Linked DNA regions of Macaca mulatta: region 2 is linked to region 1. The links are chromatin contacts, called in public Hi-C maps. All regions are on one chromosome and are shown on one strand. The core of a region is the stretch at or near the end of the contact, and the rest is flanking DNA. Distances in the headings are between cores, read along the strand shown. Region 1 holds the start of CIAO1 (cytosolic iron-sulfur assembly component 1). Region 2 holds the start of SNRNP200 (small nuclear ribonucleoprotein U5 subunit 200).

Region 1 (4,722 bases), core at 669-3,168:
GCATGGAGATATCTAACAGGAGGTGCTTCTGATAGGCGGTGCAATGAACATCTGGAATGCATCACAGCCAGGGAATAGCACAGAGAGGATATAAGACCTTCAAGATGGCTCAAAAGACCTTGGGGTTGATGAACTATGCTGTTACTAAGCACTGTTTGGGGTACACTGATCATTGTTAGGGTAAAAAGCAGGTGATACAGTCCAGTCCTGTCCTCAGACTACACAATTTTTACTGGAGACAAGACTGGGCAGGATAAACTACGGGGGCCATAGGACCCTCCCATAGTCTGCTGTCTATCTGGCCGGAAAGCACGATGATGCACAAAGCAACCTTGCCTTTGTCAGGCACACTTATAATGGCTCCAAGAGCCAAATTCCAACTGTTGTACTGAGGGTGGCAATGGGACGGTCTTCCGATTACCTAAAATCCCCTTCTTCTCTGATACACATCCGATTACCATACAACTCTAAAATACCTTTTAAATCCTAGTCATATGAAAAGTTCCTTTTTTTCTCCATTAATCAGTCTGCCCCAAAGAAGCTTTTCCGTCTCTCACAGACTCTCAGAAGGGGCCAGCTAACTGTGATACCTAGCACCCTTATCTTTTCTCCATACACAGCGTCCTTCCTCCAGCAGAATCCGAAAATAGCAGCAGTCCGGATTAACATGGCTGTGAGGAGTAGGTGCTTAGCTGAATAACATCAGAATTAATGAGGGGCCGGACCCCAAACAGAGCCACCTGGTGGGCATGAACACCAGGCAGCTATGGGGCCGCTGCCTTCAACCAAGCGTCTGGTCCCTGGCTCTCTCTGCTTCAGCACACATTCTGCCCCCCACCGAGGCCTGAAGGGCCAGCGCGCAGCGCCCTCACCTTTCAGCAGGTCCGGGTGCACATAGCCCAACACGTCCGAGACCCCCAGCTCCTGGCGCGAACAGGTGCCTCCGTGGATGTGCAACCAGGCGGGCTCGGCGAGGGCAGTGCACAGCGCCGTGATGGACAGGGCGCCAGGCAAGGCCGAGGCCAGGCTACGCTCCGGCTGCTTGGGCAGAGCGCTGCCTCCCGGACTCCTCCGCCGGCGCCCGCCGGGCAGCCCTGCGCCTCCGGGGGCGTACATGCCCGGGGCCGCCCGCCGTCGCTCCGCAGTCGCTGCTGGTCGCCACCGACCTCCGCGGGGCGCGCAGAGCCTGACAGTCCGGTGGAGGAGAGCAACGCTCCGGGCTCGCTGCAGGTGAGGCCGGCACTGGGCTGTCAGGGTTGACACCAGAGGATAGGGGGGTGGGACCCGGTGCTGACGGAGACGGGGAGGGCTGCGGGGATTCGGGGGGCGGAGACAGGAGACTCCGGAATGGGACTGCGGGACGAAAACCGGACAGGGCCAGGGGCCAGATGGGGTCTGGGCAGACTCGAGGCCCCGGGGGGCGGAGGGATCGGGGATTGGCTACCGCGGGAGCAAAGACCCGGACTCAGGGTCTCGGCCAGAGGGTGCCCAGGGGCGGAGGACCGGGCTGGGCCGCGGGGATCGGGGAACGGTGATCTGGGACCGGCGGTTTGCGATGCGACCTGTGCGGAGAAAAGACCCTCCCCACGCCGCCCATTGTTCCTCACCAGTCAGCAGGCCACAGGGCTGGGATGGCGCCGCTCAGCCCAGTCACGGGCTTCTCGGCTGCCGGGGGCCGAGCGTTCCCAGGCCCCAATCCCGCAACGCCCGGACAGACCCGGGTTCGATGCACTTCCGGCTTCCTCCTCCTCTGCCTCCGCCTCCTCCGGCTCCCCGCCCCGTCCCCCGCGCGCGTCACAGCCTGGGCGCGCCGCCGGCTCTGCGCAAGGCCTCACGGGACTGGTAGTTCGAGGCGGTCCCGCGATGCTTTCCCCGCCGAAGTGAGGTGAGCGACTACAACTCCCAGAGGGTATCGCGGCCGCAGCAGCGGGCAGCTGAGTTCCCGGGGCGACCCCGGTCCTCCGGCGGAAGCGGGAGCCTCAGTCGGCCGCGGAAGCCTGGAGTGGGCGGTACGCAGACGCGCGCCGTGAGACCCGCTGTGGGCGCCGCGGACCCTGCCCGTCCCCACCTCCCCGTGCGTCCGGCCGCCATGAAGGACTCGCTGGTGCTGCTGGGCCGTGTCCCGGCGCACCCGGACTCCCGCTGCTGGTTCCTGGCTTGGAACCCCGCGGGGACCCTGCTGGCCTCGTGCGGCGGCGACCGGAGGATCCGCATCTGGGGCACGGAGGGTAAGGCCCAGCCTGGCTGCGCGGCCCTGGGCGCTGAGGGCTCCGCTTGCGCGTAGTGCGGGCGCGCAGCCTGCAGGGGAGGCTGACCCTGTTCCTGGCGGAGGGAGAGTCGGATGTTAGCCACCCCGAGAAGGGCTTTATAGGCAAAGAAGTCTGCGACTGCTGGGAGGAGAAATGTCAGCAGACAAGCTGAAATGTGGAGGGAATTGTGGTAGCTGCGGAGGCAGGAAAATGGGAAAAGAAAGGTGTTAGGAAAGTGGCTTTCAGAGTAACTTGCAACTGGATTGTCACATTTTATCCCGAGGGCATTGGGGAACCAGTAGCAATTTTAGATCAGATTTGTTTTAGAAAGATGCCTCCAGAGGCTGGGCGCGGTGGCTCACGCCTGTAATCCTAGCAGTTTGGGAAGCAGAGGCGGGTAGATCACCTGAGGTCAAGAGGTCGAGACCAGCCTGGGCAACATGGTGAAACCCCGTCTCTACTACAAATACAAAATTAGCTGGGCGTGGTGGCGGGCACCTGTAACCCCAGCTACTCTGGAGGCTGAGGCAGGAGAATCCCTTGAACCCAGGAGGCGAAGGTTGCAGTGAGCCAGGATTGTGCCATCGCACTCCAGCCTGGGCATCAGCGCAAAAACTCGGTCTCAAAAAAAAAAAAAAAAAAGCCTCCCGAGGAAGTAGAGTCAGTTGCATCTTTGTAAAAGCTGTGAGCTTTCCCCCACTAGCTTGACTCCAGTGCTAGCCCCCAGTATCGAATGGCTTCATGGTGCTGCACCCAGCGCCAGAGCCTGGCCTGCGCTCCGCCTTTAGGTGACAGCTGGATCTGCAAGTCTGTCCTTTCTGAAGGCCACCAGCGCACCGTGCGGAAGGTGGCCTGGTCCCCCTGCGGTAATTACCTGGCCTCTGCCAGCTTTGATGCTACCACTTGCATTTGGAAGAAGAACCAGGATGACTTTGAGGTACCCAGGCTGGTTGGGACCAGAATTATTGCCTGTTTCCTCCCCAGGGCTGGTTCAGGAACCTGAGCCAACCTGCGCCAATTGGGCTGTACCCATGGGAAGGGCCTTAGCGGTGTTAGCTGCTGTTAATTCTCATTTTCCTTCTCCTTTCACAGTGTGTAACCACTCTCGAGGGCCATGAAAATGAGGTCAAGTCAGTGGCTTGGGCCCCATCTGGCAACCTCCTGGCCACTTGCAGCCGAGATAAGAGTGTTTGGGTCTGGGAAGGTGCGTCCAGGTCCCTCCAGGTGGATTGGGAACCACCTGACACCCCCCTCCGTGTCCGTGACAGGGTTGGCTCTTGGGTTCCCTTCTTTTTCTCTCCCACAGTTGATGAAGAGGATGAGTATGAATGTGTCAGTGTTCTCAACTCCCACACACAGGATGTCAAGCATGTGGTGTGGCACCCAAGTCAGGAGGTAAGAGTCAGGCAGGGTCTCCTGTGGGAAGGGCTCTGATGTGCAGGCTTGTGCCCAGCCTTCCTCTGCTTTTCAGCCTTAAGCTAGCTTTTACAGGGACCTCTATCTGTGAACAAAAAACATTAGTCCCTTTATAAAAACAGATCCGGCTGGGCGTGATGGCTCACACCTATAATCTCAGCACTTTGGGAGGCCACAGTGGGTGGATCATCTGAGGTCAGGAATTCAAGACTAGCCTGGCCAACTTGGTGAAACTCCGTCTCTACAAAAAATACAAAATTAGCTGGGCGTGGTGGTGCATGCCTGTAATCCCAGCTACTTAGGAGGCTGAGGCAGGAGAATTGCTTGAACTTGGGAGACGGGGGTTACAGTGAGCCGAGATTGTGCTATTGCACTCCAGCCTGGGCAACAAGAGCGAAACTTCATCTCAAATAAATAATAAAATAAAAACATAAAAGCAGATCCCTGGGACTGACCTGTCCTGCACTTCCTGGGCCACACAGACACAAATTGGGTCTCCTTTCCCTCTTCCCCCAGCTCTTAGCTTCCGCCAGCTACGATGACACAGTGAAGCTGTACCGGGAGGAAGAGGATGACTGGGTATGCTGTGCCACCCTTGAGGGCCATGAATCCACTGTGTGGAGCTTGGCCTTTGACCCGAGTGGCCAGCGCCTGGCGTCTTGTAGTGATGACCGCACTGTGCGCATCTGGCGTCAGTATCTACCGGACAATGAACAAGGTGAGGGTCCGTTAGTAGAGCTAAAGAAGACCCCACTTTCAAGGGGTTCACAGTTTGCTAAGACACATACATGAGTCGGAGCAAATGGGGGTAAAAGGTAAGATGTGCCACAAGAGGGCTCGGGGTAGAGTACTAGAACAATCAGGAAAGCTTTGTGCAACAGGGGCTGTTTCATCTGAATTTGAAAGGGTATGTAGGATTTTAACATGAGAATTTCACGTGAGAATTCCAAGTGAAAACTCAACCGCGTGAGTCAAGATAACAATGGTGGGAACGCTGAGACTTAGTGAGGCGTGGTAATTCATTTAAATGGGGCATAGGACATCTAGGGTTTGGAGA
Region 2 (4,722 bases), core at 713-3,212, 39 kb after region 1:
GGTGCAGTGCCTGACGCCTGTAATCCCAGCACTTTGGGAGGCCGAGGTGGGCGGATCACCTGAGGTCAGGAGTTCAAGACCAGCCTGGCCAACATGGCGAAACCCTGTCTCTACTAAAAATACAAAAATTAGCCGGGCACGGTGGCAAGCACCTGTAATCCCAGCTACTCAGGAGGCGGAGGCAGGAGAATCACTGGAACCCAGGAGGTGGAGGTTGCAGTGAGCAGACATCACGCCACTGCACTCCAGCCTGGGTGACAGAACGAGACACCATCTCCAAAAAAAAAAAAAAAAGAAGTATAACCCTTCTCAAAAAAAAAAAAAGGACAACCTTTCATACATTGTATGAGACTATTATATAATAGGATTTTGACTAGTTTTTCATCTCTCAAATGCATTTTCCTTTTCTAACTAGAGAAACAAGCTCTAACAGAATCTACTGCCGTTGACTATCAACCAATTATAACAAAACTGGAAAAGAAGATATAGCACAAAGTGGAGATAATGTATTAACTCATTTCAAACATACTTTAATCAAACTAAGCCCATGAATTTTGGAAACATCATCATAGGAAAGGGAGCAAGACACCAAGATATTCCAGATCAAAAGATAATGGTGAGGTAAAGGTAAGTTTTGAAATGCGTCCCCAAGAAATATTTAAGAAAAGAAAAAAAGAAAAAAAATGCAAAATAAGAAAAAAAACTGTCTTTCATACCATGGATGCTTAAATTAGTTTGTAACAACAAAATAGGTAAGAAGTGGACAAGAGTAAAGGGAAAAAATAGGGGTAGAAAGTTAGTAATGGAAAAAAAAAGAAAAAGAAAAAGAATTACTGAGACATAGGAATAGCAAGGGTCTTGAAAATACCCTGAAGAAAAGTAATATCTGTCTATGAACTAGAAACACACATGTAAGAAAAAGGTACCAACAAGTTATTTTCCACTTTAGGTACACTTTTTAAGGCCAAAAAAATCTTTAAACTCTCCTGTTCTGTTTTTACCTTCACTAAACCGTTTTAATGCCACTGATCTTACACCAAGCATTCCGGCCAAAATGCTGCTCGAATGTTAAAGAGAAGAGACTTTGGATCTGAAGGAAAAAATAGTATTCCCTTAGCACTCACTTGGCTCTTCTTTCCTCCTGCATCTGCGGTTTGGTCCGTTGAGCCTTGTCTCCCATACGTGTGCCCTCCAGCTTCCCAACAAGGGACAGCACTTCTCCTGTGGGTTCATCCCGGCGGGTCCGGTCAATGAGAGAGCGGTCAGCTTGGAGCACAAGATTTGAGTTCTGAAAAGATCAAAACATTATTGAAGCTTTGACATGAGCAGGGCCAGTTCCTACTATCACAGTTACCCCAGCTGATGGAAGAATCGTAGTAGCTAGTTGCTTATAATCGCTAATCGTAATAATGATATTTTCCTTAAGAACTGCATGGTATGACGCTGTGCAGAAGCATAGAGCTGAATAAGTCTTACGGCCTGTCGAATCAGCTAAGCAATTCTTGTTCCTAACAGTGCCCATCATAACCCACATCTGGGAAAAGTGGTGAGTGGGTTGGGAGTGAAGTGTGGAAGGGGGCGGGCTTAGCGTTGAAGGGACTCGAGAAACTCCTCCTAGAGAGATCTTAGCACTCCCCAGACCCCCGTAGGTTATTCACGTCATCAAATAACCCCCACCTTCACCGCGATTCCACTTCCCCTCCGTTTTCGTGGCTCTCCTGGAGGCCTTCAGACTGAAACTCTCTTTTTCAGCCTCCCCCTCCCCACTGGACTCCTGAGCCTGGAATCCTCCCACGAGCCCAAACGTACCGCCTTGTACTCGTACTGCAGACTACGGGCGGTTACATCCGCCATGGCCGCGGCTGCTTGGAGGCTTCAGGCCTCCACGCCCCCCAGCCGCACGCTGCAAACGGCCGTGGACCTCCGCTCCCGCCGCGCCGGTACGACGCAGGAAAGACGCACTGGGGGAAGGAAAAGAAACGGGCTCCCTTCCGCTTCCGGGTCGCGCCCCGGAAGTGTGGGCGGGGCGTGTCCCTGGCGTATGCGCGGGGCTTCCCGCAGCCCTCTGAGTGGGATGTGTGGGCCTGGTGCATTTGGGTCCCCGAATCCCTAGACCCGCGCACTCTGGTTCCGGCCGCCCGCAGGCCCCAAGGACCCAGGGCCCGTGCTTTCCCCGACCTCAGTCTCCAGCCCCCCGGCACCCCTCACATCGTAACGAACGTACGGCCGCTTAGCCCCTGTCCCGTCCCAAGACCTTTCCTTCCGCTTCCTTCCTCTTTGGCAACAGTCCCATGAGGTAGGCAGGAAAAGAGGGCCTGAAAAGTCCCGTTTCCGTTTGAGGTAACGAAAGCACCCAGCGAGCGAGGTCACGTGCGCGTGTGTCTGTGTCTGCGTGTTTTAATGATTGGCGTCTTGCTTTGGGTTTCTCTTCTGTGTTGAACAATTGAAAAAGAAAGCTGCTGTCCCCCACCCGTCCCAGCTAAACCGGTGGCCCCAAGACCCTCGTTCTCACCCAGCGGAACGAACAGGGCCGGGGCCCCCGTCCGCTCCCAGTTGTCGGTGACATTCTATGGCAGGGCCCTGTCTGCCGCCCGGGGAAACCGGTGCAGGCAGGGCCAGAGAACAACAGGCTGGATGTGGTGGCTCATGCTTGTAATCCCAGCACTTTAGGAGGCTGAGGAAAGAGGATTGCTTGAGGCCGGGAGTTTGAGACCAGCTTGGGTAACATAGTGAGGCCCTGTTTCTTCAAACAATAAAAAAGTAGCCAGGCCTGGTAGTGTGTGCCTGTAGTCCCAACAACTTGGAAGGCTGAGGCAGGAGGATTGCTTGAGCCCAGGACTTCAAGGCTGCAGCAAGCTAGGATTGTGCCAGTGCACTCCAGCCTGACCCACATAGCAAGACTCTTCCCCCACAAAATGAAAACAATTTTTTAATTAAAAAGATAGAAAAGAAAAATGACAGCCATGCTTCCTCACTCTGGGGAAGGGGCTCGGGGAAACTTCCTGGGCCAACTTGTTGAAAATGGGGGAAGGGGTCTAGTCCCAGCACTTTGGGAGGCCAAGGCGGGCGGATCACAAGGTCAGGAGATCGAGACCATCCTGGCCAACATAGTGAAACCCCATCTCCACTAAAAATACAAAAAAATAAGCTGGATGTGGTGGCACGGGCCTGTAATCCCAGCTACTCGGGAGGCTGAGGCAGGAGAATCACTTGAACCAGGGAGTCAGAGGTTGCAGTGAGCTGAGATCGTGCCATTGCACTCCAGCCTGGCGACAGAGCCAGATTATATCTCAAAAATAAATAAATAAATAAAGAATTTTATAGTGTATAGTTTTTGTCTCTCTAAAGTTGTTTTTAGACAATTTTTTTGGAAACAGGGTCTGGCTGTGTTGCCCAGGCTGGAATGCAGTGACACAGTTTCAGCTCACTGTAGCCTCGACTTCTGGGCTCAAACCATCCTCCCGCCTCAGCCTTCCCAGTAGCTGGGACTACAGGTGTGCACCACCACACCCAGCTAATTTTTGTATTTTTGGTAGAGATGGGGTTTCGCTGTGTTGCGCAGACTGGTCTTGAACTCCTGGCCTCAAGCAATCTTCCCACCTCGGCCTCCCAGAGTGCTGGATTACAGGTGTGAGCCACCATGCCCGGTCTGTTTTTAGACAATTTTTAATAGAGGATTATCCTCAGGAAGCTAAAGGACTGGGGGCACCCTGGCAGGTACAGACCCCCGGGATGACATTAGTTACCAAGATGGGCTCAGAGCAAGGGAATTTAGCTTTGTTTCAGTCCACGTGCTGTCTCTCTCCAAAGATGAACTGAATTCGCTGCTCCCCAACCCCAGGCCTGCACAGGTTACCCAGACTTTTGCCTGGGTCCTGCATTTCTGTATCTAAAGACCTGTCACTTCATTTAATTATGTCTCAAATATTTGTATGTGCTCTGTGAGCACTTTCAGGGACTCAGAGAAAGACAAGGCATAGATAAGACCCTTGAGGAGTTCAAGTCTCACAGGAGAAGTAAAACTACAAATATGGTGGTACCCACCTGTGAGGCAGAGGCAGGAGGATTGCTTGAGCCCGGGAGTTCCAGACCATAGTGCGGTATGATCATGCCTGTGAGTAGCCACTGTGCTCCAGCCTGGGCAACAGAACAAGAACTGCATCTCTGAAAAAGGAAAAAAGAAGAAAAAGAAAAAGAAAAAGGCAGAATGCAGTCAGTGCCACAAGGGGGCACTGTGGGAAATCACTTCTGACTTAGGAGCGCCTGTGAGGCTTTATAGCTGTGATGCAAAGGGTGGCTGAGGATTTCCGTGGAGGCAGGAGGTGGGGGATTTCACAGGGACAGAGAAAAAGAAAAAGCATGAAGGCGGGAAGACACAGGTGTATCTTGGGTACTGTTAAGAACTCCATTAAGCTGACTGCAGGGCAAATGTAAAGAATGAAACAATGTGATGAGAGAGAGTCTAATCTTAATCTCTCCATTCAAAAAAAAAATGCCATTGTGAAGAGTTTTTACTTTATTTAGGAGACAACAGGAAGCCATAGCATGTTTCTTGTCTGAGGAGTTTTATTTGTTTTTCACATCTTCATAGCATGTATTTGATTAGAACACTTAGATTAAGCAAAAATTGAGTGTATATGTGACAAGCATTTGTAAAGTTCCACTTTAGCATACATTATCATTGAATCCCCATCAAGCCCTGGGAAATATATTGAGGGCCCC

The links. Hi-C and Micro-C count contacts between places; a contact is called where the count stands out from the background.
Region 2: a Hi-C map of fetal cortex germinal zone shows a contact between it and region 1, with 1.9 times the contacts expected there. The contact joins the promoter of SNRNP200 here to the promoter of CIAO1 in region 1. A contact is called at or near these places in 2 of 14 Hi-C or Micro-C datasets (fetal cortex germinal zone and liver).

The regions. Positions count from the first base shown.
Region 1 is chr13:5,000,446-5,005,167 of T2T-MMU8v2.0, forward strand. CIAO1 (cytosolic iron-sulfur assembly component 1) reads left to right here and starts at 1,919. Exons shown (of 7, transcript NM_001258112.1): 1 at 1,919-2,228; 2 at 3,038-3,186; 3 at 3,342-3,453; 4 at 3,556-3,644; 5 at 4,182-4,383. The coding sequence starts at 2,090. TMEM127 (transmembrane protein 127) reads right to left here and starts at 1,353. Exons shown (of 3, transcript NM_001194780.2): 1 at 873-1,353. The coding sequence starts at 1,116.
Region 2 is chr13:5,039,866-5,044,587 of T2T-MMU8v2.0, forward strand. SNRNP200 (small nuclear ribonucleoprotein U5 subunit 200) reads right to left here and starts at 1,963. Exons shown (of 45, transcript XM_015112857.3): 1 at 1,810-1,963; 2 at 1,125-1,288. The coding sequence starts at 1,854. It overlaps LOC114671863, which reads right to left. Exons shown (of 2, transcript XM_028832152.2): 2 at 4,549-4,722.